Regions from separate parts of the Mus musculus genome. Here all the other regions are linked to region 2. Evidence: chromatin contacts called from public Hi-C and targeted proximity ligation data. All regions are on one chromosome and are shown on one strand. The core of a region is the stretch at or near the end of the contact, and the rest is flanking DNA. Distances in the headings are between cores, read along the strand shown. Region 1 overlaps Prkg1 (protein kinase, cGMP-dependent, type I). Region 2 holds the start of Prkg1 (protein kinase, cGMP-dependent, type I). Region 3 overlaps Prkg1 (protein kinase, cGMP-dependent, type I).

Evidence for each region. Hi-C and Micro-C count contacts between places; a contact is called where the count stands out from the background.
Region 1: a targeted proximity ligation map of embryonic stem cells shows a contact between it and region 2, with 3 times the contacts expected there. A contact is called at or near these places in 4 of 484 Hi-C or Micro-C datasets (cortical neurons, lens fibers and uterus) and 8 of 130 datasets of targeted methods (the NIH/3T3 cell line, SST interneurons, embryonic forebrain and 5 more).
Region 3: a contact with region 2 is called in a Hi-C map of uterus, with 2.1 times the contacts expected there. A contact is called at or near these places in 8 of 39 promoter capture datasets (the 3T3-L1 cell line, 3T3-L1-derived adipocytes, cranial neural crest and 4 more), 6 of 484 Hi-C or Micro-C datasets (3T3-L1-derived adipocytes, the HPC-7 cell line, cerebral cortex and 3 more), 8 of 130 datasets of targeted methods (astrocytes, craniofacial prominence, embryonic basal ganglia and 5 more) and 1 of 9 other capture datasets (embryonic stem cells).

The regions. Positions count from the first base shown.
Region 1 is chr19:31,104,647-31,109,209 of GRCm38.p6, forward strand. All of the region lies in intron 3 of Prkg1 (protein kinase, cGMP-dependent, type I), which reads right to left. It also overlaps the pseudogene Gm50266. Among named protein-coding and RNA genes, the nearest start is that of Gm41834, 22 kb to the right of the region's middle.
Region 2 is chr19:31,661,919-31,666,323 of GRCm38.p6, forward strand. Prkg1 (protein kinase, cGMP-dependent, type I) reads right to left here and starts at 2,452. Exons shown (of 18, transcript NM_011160.3): 1 at 2,053-2,452. The coding sequence starts at 2,363.
Region 3 is chr19:31,064,067-31,068,238 of GRCm38.p6, forward strand. The region is part of intron 3 of Prkg1 (protein kinase, cGMP-dependent, type I); the gene reads right to left. Among named protein-coding and RNA genes, the nearest start is that of Cstf2t, 17 kb to the right of the region's middle.

The DNA.
Region 1 (4,563 bases), core at 1,460-3,959, 560 kb before region 2:
TTCTAAGCAAGGACAAAATACTCCTGCCTTGTGCTTGGTAAATACTTCCTAATATTTACAGATGCTTTCTACAAATAAATGCAAAAGGAAAACACAACCAAAGAATTAAGAAACGATTTCAATAATTGATCAATATAGTCCCAAAAGACCACATGTGTGGCTGAACTTGGTTGGTTGTCAACGTGATACACCTGGAAGTAGAAACTTCCATCGAAGAATTGCCTGCATCAGATAGTCTTGTGGCTATTTCTGTGCGGCATTTTTTGACGGCTGATGTAGGATGGCCCAGCCCAACGTGAGTGTGACTAGCTCTAGGCAGGTGGACCTGATCTGATAAGGAATGCGGTTGAACAAGCCTGGGAGGAAGCTTGTGCATCCTTTCCTGTGTGGAACTTTCTGCTTCAAGCTTCTGCTGTGAGTTCCTTTCTCTTGTTTTGGTTTTTTTGGTTTCTTGAGACAGGGTTTCTCTGTATAGTCCTGGCTGTCCTGGAACTCACTTTGTAGATCAGCTGGCCTCGAACTCAGAAATCTGCCTGCCTCTGCCTCCCAAGTGCTGGGATTAAAGGCGTGCCCCACCACACCCGGCTTGTGAGTTCCTTTCTTGCTTCCACCAGTGATGGACTGTATCCTGTCAGATGAAATAAACATTCCTCCCTAAGCTGCTTTTGGTCATGGTGTTTATCACAGCAGCAGAAACCAAGCTAGGGCATTATAGCTCGAAACGATGCCCCCTGTTCATTCTAAGACCTATGGCTAGACCTGGAACCTTACCAGACACTTGTGTTCGCCTTCTCTGGGGCACCAGAGTCAAGTGCCTAAAGTTTGAATCAGCGGCCTTGAAATAGGACATTTATCTATGGCAGACCCTTCTTTTCTGGGAAATGCCCAAAATGAAGCAATGAAATCTATGGCCCTTCCTTCCTTCCTTCCTTCCTTCCTTCCTTCCTTCCTTCCTTCCTCCCTCCCTCCCTCCCTCCCTCCCTCCTCTCTCTCTCTCTCTTTCTTTCTTCCTACCTGTCTTTCTTCCTTCCTTTCCCCTTCCTTTTTCTTCGTGTGTGTGTGTGTGTGTGTGTGTGTGTGTGTGTGTGTGTGTGTGTATTTCTGGGATTAAAGGCGTGCCCTGCCATGACCAGCTAGATATCCTTTAAGACCTTTTGGCTTTATCACCTGGAACCAAAATAAGCCACATGCAACTAGCTCTAATGGTCCGCCTATCAGAATTCACTGTGGGTTCCTAAAGAACAAGAATTCCTGAACCTCATTCCCAGAGATGCAGATTAAACATAGGATGGCTAAGTCTGTTTATTGGTTGGAAACACTAATCACAGCCACGCTCACATTAGGATGTCCCAATTGGATTCTGTTTGCTCGGATAGAAGGTAAGAATGACACAGTCTGCTTGTTTGGACTGGAAGCCGCCCAGATACTCCTCCACAGTGGCTTCTTTTGGGTTTGCAGGGAGCCCCAAAGACCTGCTTATGAGGCTACTTGCACACACGTGCTGCCCTTTAAATTTGCTAATGACTATTTACCAGGGAAGGTTTGAGAAATCCCCAAATCAATGCACACCTCATTTTCTAAAGGCTGACAAACTGTTATGGTAAATACGCTCACTGTGAGAACAAAAGGCCACTAAGTGATCTTGATCTTTAAAGCTCCTTTCCTCCCACCCACTCCTCCTTTCTCCACCTCCTCTTCCTCCTCCTTCCCTCTTCCCAACTCCCCCTCCTCCTCTTCTTCCTCCTCTCCTTTTTCCTTTTCCCCTCCTACCTTCCCCTCCCCTGTTTCTTCACTGCAAAGAGCATAACACCCCTCTGAATTCCATCCTGAGGTCCTGTTTTCCGAGGCGGACCCACAAAGTGAGGGTCTGAACACACATGGGGAATGCAAGTCAATTCTCCTCCAGTAACTGCAATAACTGGCATTACCTTTGGATATATTCACACACAAAAAAGTGTGTGTGTGTGTGAGAGAGAGGGAGAGAGAGAGAGAGAGAGAGAGAGAGAGAGAGAGAGAGAGAGAGAGAGAGAGAGAGATTGCAGTCTGAACCAAATAAATCCTAAAAAGGTTACTATATCTGTATACAAAACAAAGACACAAACCCCAAACCTTATACATCATTTTCCACATGTATCGTTACCTTAATTTTAATGAAGATAGATGAATTTAAGACATATGGCCAACAATACTGGAATGAAGGGTCCCATAAAGTTTTTATGTACAAAAGCGCCCATAACAACACAGCACCCGAGATGTTCATGGACAGTGGGGTGGATATGCTGTGGTATATCCTTGTAAGCAGTATTGGACACTAAAACAAACGAAGAAAGCTAACTGCTTGCCCTGCCCCCAACCCTGAACTTTCCAACCCAGGCGCTGGGCTGCCCTTCCCCTGGGGCTATTTCTTATATAATCCAGACATTTGGTCTCCCCCATCCCCCCACCCCGACTTCTCCTTCTCTTCTCTCTCTGTGCTAGCTCTTTCTTTCCTACCCACCCCTACCTCTTTCCCTTCTCGTGGCACTCCCCTGGCCTCGACTTGCCCGAGAGCTGCTTCTCCAAAAACCTGCATTTAATCTAATCTAATCTGGTTTGAACTGGTTCATTTCACCAGCAAAGAAATAATGTATCAGATGGTGCAGAACATTTAGGGTTGAGGACAGGGTATGCCAGGTGGGGCCTGAGGGATGCTGGGAGAGCCTGGAGGCCAGGTCTGCTTTGGTATGTAAGATATGCACAGCAGTTCCTTATCTGAAACCAAACACCAACTGTGTGTGGTTCTGGCAAAGACAGAATGAAGTAAAGAAGCCAGGCACACAGACCTCACCGTGTAGGATTCCATTCCAAAAGAAGAAGAAAGTGCTCTAAGATGGAAGAAGTTGGGGCTTTGGGTATTTCTAAGAAAAAAAAAAAAAAAAAAACACTGGCATTATCCAGAGACCAGGAAGGGGTCTCAACACGGGCCGAGTTTATGCATATGCCATTACTAGTGACATTTAATTGAGATGAGTGCTTGTGGCTGGAATACTTTCCAGGATGTTATTCGTTAGTAGAAAGGTTAAATAATTGCTTTGAAGCTCACTTATTTAAGGATGATCATTTAATCACATTAGGCCTGAATCAGTGCCAGGGTATAAGAGGAGAAAACAGACAACTTCAATTAATGAGACACCTGCTGTCATTTTATACTCTGTGTTGTCACCTAGATCTTAGCTAATGATTTCTGGTGACTGTAAAGCACAACAGGGCTTCATTGGGGGGGGGGAAGAGTATGTGTCATAGGATTCAAATATCAGCGTGGAAAGTGTCCATCAGCAGCAGCCAGTGATGCCAGGGTGCCAGGGAGGGAATGAGAGCAGAACGCACCTCAGGATGGGTCCGTTGACTGGCTCTCACATTTTGGCTCTGCAAACCTATTTTTTTGACCATTCAAGTAAACAATGAAGTGGGGGTTATATGTATGTACAAACTTTTTTTTTCTTTCAGATCACTAGTAATTTTTTCAACTAGAGAAGATATAATAACTAAAGGCTTTGAAATGCTCATAATTTCAGGAAAAGGGTTACTTTTGGTTTTATCTTTTTGTTGTTGTTTTCTCTTATTTTGTTTTAATGTTGTTGGTCTATCAGTGTTTTCCAGCAGAACTTTCTGTGAGTGGAAATCCTCCTATGTGGTGATAATGACTGCCATGAGCCTGCACCATTGACATGTAGCTAAGTTAAAGCCACTTAACTCAAATGTAAAGCCACTTAACTCAAATGTAAATTTAAATAGGAAAGTGAGCTTAGTTGCTATTTTATTGGGAAGTGCAAGCCTTTGGTGGCTTTTTGTTTATTTGTTTTTGGGTTTTGGTTGGTTGTTTTTTGAGAGTCTCATGGAGTCCAGGTTGGTTTCAAATTCTCTATGTAAGTGAAGCTGGCCTTGAACCCCTGCTCTTTCTACCTCTACCTTTCCAGGTCCAGGTTACAGGCTTGTACCACTACATCTGGCTGCACGGTAGACACACGTCTTGGTGACCCTCTGGTCCCACCTTCTCTCACATGATCCCTGACAGGATGACCGATTGCAGAAATGACTGGAAGTGACAAGCACAGAGTGCAGAGCTTTCAGAGCAAGGATCACAAATGTTCATTGGCTTGTAGTTTCTAGAAGGAAATGGCTTTTTCTGGGAAACCTCATAAAGAATTCCATATTCTTACAGTCATCAGAAAGAGGTTCTTAGGAAAAAAACCCACTTCAAATTTATCCAAATTTATCCCAAATCAGTGAACTTTAAATCCTTGTACAGAAAACAGAAATCAAGGGCACTTGCCAGTGATAGGGCACTTGCCAGAAAATATTTGACTTAGGTTACAAGTAAATAACTACTAGCCTTTGATCTTAACTTAGTAAATACGTCCAAGTAGCGTATGCTGTTGCTCATCTCTGGTCTAGATGCTGCAGAATCCAGGACTTGGAACGGCTAAAGCACCGTCTCAGGCAAACTAAGACAGAATGTTATTTTAGACTTAATGGTGTTTAGGTTTTTTCCCTTTGCTAGATTATGTCTTGGCTTGAGAAAAT
Region 2 (4,405 bases), core at 1,202-3,701:
AATATTTAAAGTTGGAAGGAATCTTACCATTTTCTCCAATATAATCCTTCAGAATTACAAAACTCACAGGGCAATACCACCTTAGCAACCTAGCCTGTTAAAGGTATCAAATAAACACAGGCGTGCAAAGCCTGGTTCAACAGATACAGTGTCCTACAGAGATGCTACAAGTATGTTCTTCTCTAGTTTTACTTTCCACTGGGAATGTTTATAAAAACATGAGGGTTTTGTGTCACACACCAATAGTCAAAAGTCTTCTAAATGTACCACATTCTGTAGTTCATTCCCCTTGCCTGGATTTCTTTAGGCTTTCTCAAATAGAATGCTTAACTAGAGTTATCAGCTGGGTTGATCATACTGAGTCTAAAAGTCTATTAAAATGGTCTTTTTTTTTTTTAAATAAGAGCAGACTTTGTTCTGGGTTACTCCAAAGTCCTGCAGATACTAAAATGACAATCCTATAGAATAGTTAAAGATACAAAAAGCTGCCTCTGAGTTATATTTTCATTATGCAAAACTTGGCCCAGGAGACATGGCCATGTACCTTGTTAGCTGAAACAGGCGAACATGCCAGGGACTGCAAATTAATTTACCAAAGAAAGCTCCAATGGATTCGGTTCACTCAGGTTTCTAAGACAAATTGAAATCAGCTCATCTATCATGGTAACACGGTCAGGTCGAAATCTCAGAAATATTTCTCCTTATCAACTCTCCCCTACTCCACAGAATCCAAACTCCGTCTTTAGCTAAGCCCGTAAATGACTCATGGGGTAGGGAGGGCCAGCATGTATAGATTTGACTTTTAAGTTCTCAAAAGTGTATGTAATGTGTACTTCTGAGCCCTTCCATCCAAGAAATACAAATGGCAATAACCAAGCATTTACTTTCTCTTCTTATGAATCCCCTGTGTTTATGAAGTAAAGGGTTCCCAGGGACCTTCTGTTATTATGTAACATGTGTCATCCAGCCGTGTTATGTAGTTAAGAGCAGGACAACAGAATCCTCTGCTTTACCAATTATGTCATTACTATTAATTAAAATGCCATTCAGATGGTGTTCTGGTTCTGTTGCTGTCCCATCCCTGCTGTTCACTCTCCATATGGACTCTGGGCTCGAGTGTTGTGTAACAAGTTTCATTCAGGGTCCCCATCCAAGTTATGAATCCTACTGACACTAAAACTACACTGCTCTCTAACACACAAGAACTGCTAGCAGCACAGTGGCTTGAGACCTGAATGTGAGACACAGCTTGGTCCCCACTGGAAATAGCATGTGCTTGACTACACTGTCCCTGAAAACACATTAACCCTCTGGGGGGAAATGAAAGTGTTCATTGGGAACCATGTGAAAATTCTTTTAGGAAAAACAAGTAATATTCTCTCTTGGATATTATGAAAACATTGTTTTTTAAAAAAAAAATCAACAGACTAGGTTTCCATTTATGGATTGTAAATGTCATCCAACTCAGGAAAATTTTAAAAATTCTTCTGTTTTATATGTATATTTTCTTATTCTTTTACACTTTGATGGTGACAGAACCTCAGGTTTGAACGGTACCAGCATGAAGCGCCGGCGGCATGTAGAAAAATCCAGGAGAGCCACAAGAGCTTGGAAAGTCAGGGTAATATCAACGCATTTCATTTCAGTCTGATGAGCCTGCAGTTAGGATTTTCCGGCTGGCCAGGTTGGCTGGGGCTTTGGGGAAGAAGGGGATTCTGGTTCCTCCGTTCAACAGCCACTCACACACACGGTCAGACACACACCTGGGGCGCGTCCAAACTATGTACAGTAGGTGGCATATATGAACGTATATGTATGTATATTTTAAAAATACCTTGGCATCTGACAAAGACACGAAGGCAACGGATGTGCAGGGAGTCTGGCCCTGAGAAACGTGCACAGCCCCTCAAGAAGTGCCGTGAAAATGAGACATTTCTGAGGATGAGGACAGACATGGCAAGCGGGAGGGGCAGGGGCCGACAGACAATACAGAGACCCGCAGCTTCCCACCGCCTGGGCGCCACATGGACCCGGGCGCGTAACCCTGCTTACTGTGGGCTCTTGGGGTAGAAGGGCAGGGTCACGTGGCTGAGATCCTGGATGTCGAAGGCGGTGGGCTCCGCGGAGATCGCCTGGCGCTTGGTGCGCGGTTCACCCTGCAAGGTGCTGGCGCTCTGCTTCTGCGCCTGCTGGGTGGCCGGCCGGATCACCGAGCGATACTTGTCCAGTTCGTTCTGCAGCTTCTGGATCAGTTCGTCCTTCTGATCCAACTCCAGCTCCAGCTCATCGATGAGAGCATCCCGCTGCCTCAGCTCCTCGATCTTCTCCTGGAGCGCATACTGTAAATCCCGCAGGGTGCCCATGCTCCTCCGGGCTGCCGGGGGCTCCTGCCTGCCGCTGCTCCGCGTCTTGGGGCTTCCTCCCCTCTCGGATCAACTTTCCCTAAAGTCGCCGCTGCCTCGCGAGTGCAAAAGCTTCCCTCGACTTGAGACCAAAGCCAAGCCTGGCTTCTGAGCATGCCCAGTCCGCCGCTCCAGCCACAGAGAGTTTCAGTGTGCAGATTCCACTTCTCCGGGTTTAGGGATGAGCAAAACAGGTCCAGCCCAGGATGAACCTGAAAGGCGGTGGGAGCCGCGGCGCTTTGGGGAGCAAAGCCCGGAGGCGCAGTGACCCACGGGCGGGAGGAGGGAGACTGGGCTCGGAGGCGGTGGCTGCTCGGCTCGGGTCACCAACGCCGGGTGCCAAAGGAAGCCAGCGATGTGTGTGGGGAGCCTGATAAAGCTCGGGGGCGCTGGGGCTGTGCGGGCGGAGCGAGGCTGGAGCGCTACTTCGGAGGTGGAGAGGTGGGAGGGAGAGGACCAGGAGCAAACTGGAGGCGTCAGCGGGCTCCGGGCTACAGAATGTGGGGCTAGGTTCCTGGCGACCAAGGGAGACAGAGCAGACTGTGCGTGCTAACAGCTTTGACTTCTGGAGGGATTGTGACCGCAGCCTCACAGAGGAAAACAGTGTGGCTGAGCGCTTGCGTCCTCCACAGCACCTTTCCCACGGGGAGCGCCTCACACAGGTGTCTAGGGTTTGCAAAGAAACTTGCCTCTCCAAAGGTGAGAGCTTACAGTGCCTGGGAGGGATTTCCACGGGCGTCCAGGTGCCTTTGAGGAAGGTTAGGATGGGTATCTGACCTCCGCCCCCAAGCCTTTCCACACTCCTAATTTTCCCTATTCTTGCCTGCCAAACTTAGATCAATGAATTCGTCTAGGGGCAAAAGCCAAAACCCCAAAGGATTTTGGGCCGGAGCAGGCCTCTCAGCAGCTCCCTGGTCCCTCCCATTTGTGCTAGTATCAATTGCGGAATGGTTCCCTAGAGGCCTGGCTTCTTCCATTTGCTGGATTTGGTGAAGTGGGTGGGGGCTTAAAAAACACAGCGGAGTTCCAAAACATTCTTTCAGAAAGGGAACCATACCTTTTCAACGTTACTTTCCTAACAGCCCAGGAGTTAATGAGAAAATTTTGCCAACTTTGGGGAAGAGGTAAGATCAACAAAGGATGGGAAAACTACAGGAGCTGTAATTGCACTGTCCCACCCACTACACTAGCTCTCAACCCAACCACTTCACCAGCCAGAACCAACTGCTCAGTGTGGGCTAAACTGCTAGCAAGAAGGCGGCATTCTTTCAGTCCAAGAATTGGTCTCTCATCTTGGGAACACTTATTTAGAATACCCAAAATATTTACCTAATGCTTACATAAGTGCCTAATAGTTAACTAAACCTTCACCAGCTTGTCCAAACTTATAGCTTAAAAAGAAAGAAAGAAAGAAAGGGAACCTTTAAACTTGCTATTCTTTCACACTCCGTGTTATAATTCTCATATTCTATCTACCCACCCTTTAACACTTAAACGAAACAGATAGAAAATTCATTAAAACTAAGTTGCAATACAAAACTTCTGCCTGAAATCTCAAATTAGCCAAGGACACAAATCTCTCTTAAACAACAACAACAACAACAAAAACGTTGCCTATTTATTTCCTCAAATGGCCAACATTTTCTATCTGAGCTAAGAAAGCTGGAAAGAGAAAGCCTACTAGCCACTAGCACATTAACAAAACTTCTTCCACAAAGACTATGATGTAGTTCTCTCTACAGATGGAGCCATGTGTATTCCTTACAACCAGAAGCTTTGAATTCGCTTCAGAGTACAATGTAAAAAGTCCACAGGACAGGAAATATTTTCAAAAGATAGCAGTTAAATAATAGTTCTGAATTAACTGTTATTTCTCTTAAAAGTCATCTTGAGCAGAAGTCTGCAACATTGTGTGACTAATTGCATCCTGCAGCATCTTCCCTCTGGGACAGTTTCCTCCTCTCAGGCAAAGATCCAGAACTTCAGTTAACCTGTGGGAATTC
Region 3 (4,172 bases), core at 100-2,599, 600 kb before region 2:
AACTAATTTAATGAACAATTATTAGTACTTGATTTAAGACTCTGACAGCCCACGCCTTTAATCCCATCACTTGGGAGGCAGAGACAGGCAGATCTCTAAATTCAAAGCCAGCCTGAATTAAAGAATCTACAGAGTGAGTTCTAGAACAATCGGGCTATAAAGAGAAACTCTGTCTCAGAAAAAAAAAAAAAAAAAAAAAAACAAAAAAGACTGACAGAAATTTTTTAAGGTGATATAGATTTATGGGTGTGTGTGTGTGTATGTGTGTTTTTAATCTATATCTACTTCTCCATTTAAATTTGAGTAGTGAAGTTTAATTTTCTCCTGGAAGAATGTAATTTATAAGCCAACAGGACAAGAAGGTTTGATTTAGTTTGTGTGCAAAATGTAGATCACATAGATTGTGACCAAAATTTAAATAACATTAACAATTTTATGCCCAATATATCTGCATATATGTAATAGGTTATACTATTTTTAGAATTATTGTGGGGCAGTCATTTGTTAAAAATAAAACTGTCCCACAAAAGCCACTATTCCAGCCTATCACTGGGCATACATGGCTGCTTTAGACAAACCATGTGAATTCCGAATCTCATTCTTCCTCGCTGTGCCAACAGGCTGTTTTCCTCCCACCCCTCTTTGCATGAATAACTCACAGCAAGGTCAAAGCCTTAAATGTGTTATTTGCAGTCCTTTTCTTCTCAATCATCAGTAAAAATAAATTTTCCAATTGTCATTCATGTTTGCATTTCATTACTTTTGAAGGCCAGAGCCTTTGTAACATATGAAACAGCCAAAGTCAGGAGGCAGCACAAAGCAAGGCAGAGCTTGAGGCTCAGGACCTGAACTTCCTGTTGCTCTCAGCTTAGAGGTCTGTGTCTTTGCCTGGGGGCATACCCTTAGGGAGGCTGCCCTAGACACCAGACAGCTCCGGAATCTCTAATCTCTAGTTCCAAAACTAGGTTGTTCTTTTGACTTACAGATTTATATATTCAATATTAGGGAGCATCAGTTCTAATTTTATCACAATTGAAAACTCCCTTCCTGGACTTAGTTTGCATTTACACCAAAATTTTAATGAACTCCTCCAAAAATGGGGAGGGCGGGTGTTGGGGGCAGGGAATTCTAGTATCCCAACTTACAGAATGTGTGCCAAGAAATGAACTACGATGTCGAAGTGGGATGATCGCGTGATCACGGATGGAGTGCCAGTGTGTGCTCACCAGCATATCAACTCAATACCGGGTAGAAGATGTGGAAAGTGGAGGAGACAACGCATGTGCAGTGCAAGGGGTCTGTGAAAAACACAGTGACTGTATCTCCGGAGGCAAGGATGTGGCTGTTGACCTAAAGCTAGTCCAAGAGATAAAGTCCAGCGACTTTTACAGGGACTTGAAGTTACTTGGGAAACTCTGGCTTCTGTTTTTCCACAGCTGGGTTATATAACAGATTACTCAGGACTCTTTATTTTCCGTTTTCCTCAAACTTGGCTCTTTCATTATTTGGGGAAAGTGTTCCATAAATGAAAGACACACCCATCTTTCCACTCAGCTAAGAAAGCCAAGCAGAACGGGTGAATGACAACTACTATTCCCTGGAACTTTTATCATCCAATCTTAGCCAAGCTCTGAACAAGGGCAAGCCTTGAACTGGAATGTGTATAAATATAGAAAAGTTTGTAAAAGTTATGCTAATCATAGTTAGCATATGCTTTTAAGCCCAGCACTCAGAAAGCAGACAATTGAGATTTCCTTGAATTGCAGGCTATCCTGGGTGATGTAGTGAAATCCTGTCTCAAAAACAACAACAAAGAAAAAACAAAAAAGAAAGGAGGGAAAGAAGAAAGGGAAGGAGGGAGGGAGGGACAGAGAGAAGGATGGAAGGAGGGAGAGAGGGAAGGAAGGAAAATTAAAATTTTTTTAATAAGGCAAATAGGCAGTTTCATAAACATGACAAAGTTTATGTTAATACAAATATAATGAAGGTTTTATTTGAGCAGTCTAGTAATCACTCTACTTTTCTCAAACCAAGAATAGTTTTGAGACATATTTTTACTTATTAAACTTCAACTTATAACAGTTTCCAATTTTATTCACTTTTGGAAGGTGGGGACAGATCTCATTTTGTAGCCTAAACTAGCCTACAAGTCAATCCTCCTGCCTCGACCTGCTACTACAGACATGAGCATACCTGGCTCGAACTCAATTTTTTTAAGTTCTTTTATTTTAATAATGTGAGGTATTAATGATGGTATTTTGCTTAGTACATGTGTGATGGTTGGTGTATACTTGGCCCAGGGCATCATGGCACCATTAGGAGATGTGGCCTTGTTGGATAAAGTGTGTCACTGTGGGTGTGGGCTTTAAGACTCTTGTCCTGGAAGCCAGTCTTCTCTTAGAAGTCTACAGATGAAGATGAAGAACTCTCAGCTCCTGCACCATGCCTGACTGAATGCTGCCATGTTCCACCTTGATGATAATGGACTAAACCTCTGAACCCATAAGCCTGCCTCAATTAAATGGTGTCCTTATAGGAGTTGCCATGGTTATGGTGTCTGTTGACAGCAGTAAAACCCTAAGATAACATGTTCAAAAAGAAAGAAATGATCAGTTATTTAGCACTTTTTCCATCTGGGGATAAAACAAATCCATAGTTAATACATGTCTTAATGATCTTGAATGGCCTTCCACAGTTTGATAGACCACTATACTACAGATGGAAAAGGAATATATATATATATATATATACTCTCCCTTTTCCTTCTGTGGAGTTTAAATAGTAAACTTCAAAATCAGCACTGATGAAGAGGGATGAAAATCAACCATTCAACAGAACAGATTTCCAACTAGCTTTTAATTTTTGCCACATTCAGCAATTTGGGAAGAACCAGTTACCAGGGAGGCTCCTGGTCTGTTTGAATTAGGCTCCTGGGGTACCACTTCACTGTATACACACTAGTGAGTGCTATTTTAGGTCTCCGCATATTCAATAAGCTACTTTTCTGGAACTATTCATTTTTTAAAGGTTTAATAATGCAGGTTTAAACAGTCATTTAGCCCTAGCCCAACCTCTCTGCCAGGCTACAAGAATCATATAGTCAGGTATCAAGCTGTTGAACTACTATCCAGAAATGAACTAAGCTGTAGCCCACTGTCTTACCTTCATTTGGGAATGCCTGGGCCTCCCTCATATGATAGACATTTATCTGGGCTAGAAGAGACAGAATAGGCAGCAGGAGTTACCAGCTTACTTCCTAAGGACTTCTGACTTTTGAGTGAAACTTAACTGTCAAAGCTGTCTTATATAAAGTGAGATACAATGTTTTATTATGCCTATGAATGTTTTCACAACCTAGATGGTCAACACTGGAAAAATACAGCTATAGCTGGAAAGATGACCGTATTTCTTCATATTTTTTTCTAGTGCTCTTTTTTTTTTTAAAGATAGATTTAGTTATTTATTTTATATATGTGAGTACACTGACACTCTCTTCAGACACACCAGAAGTGGGTATCATATCCCATTACAGATGGTTATGAGCTATCATGTGGTTGCTAGGAACTGAACTCAGGACCTCTGGAAGGCCAGTCAGTGCTCTCATCAACTGAGCCATCTCTCCAGCCTCTCTAGTACCCATCTTGCTCCATATAAATAAACTATGTCCCAGCAATCTGAAGGCAGAGGAAAGTGGATCTCGATGAGACTGGTCAACACAGCCAATTCTAGGCTGCCAGGTCTACATACGAAGACCTGGTAACAAAACAACAGCAACCAAGCAAACACGAAGTATATTTATCTCAGTGACAAAAATTGTCTGAATTTAAATGTTTCTTCGCCATAAAGGTATAACATACACAATCCTGTCTATAGCTTGAGCAGGTCATGATATATCAAATACATCATTTATTGTGAACAAATGATAAAGATGAGCTAGCTAATAAATATTAGCAAGACAAACATAGCTATGCAGTAAGTTCCTTGAGGGCAGGAACTATATTTTATATTCTCTATAATGGCTAAAGCAGGTATATTATCTTCCAAAAGAGAAAGCAAATTGTTGAATTCTAATAGTAAAAAAAAAAATCACTGTAAATGAAGAAAATATCTAATAAAAATTTTTTTTAAAAATCACATGAAACTTTTTGGGAAGTTCTGATGGCCAGTATCCA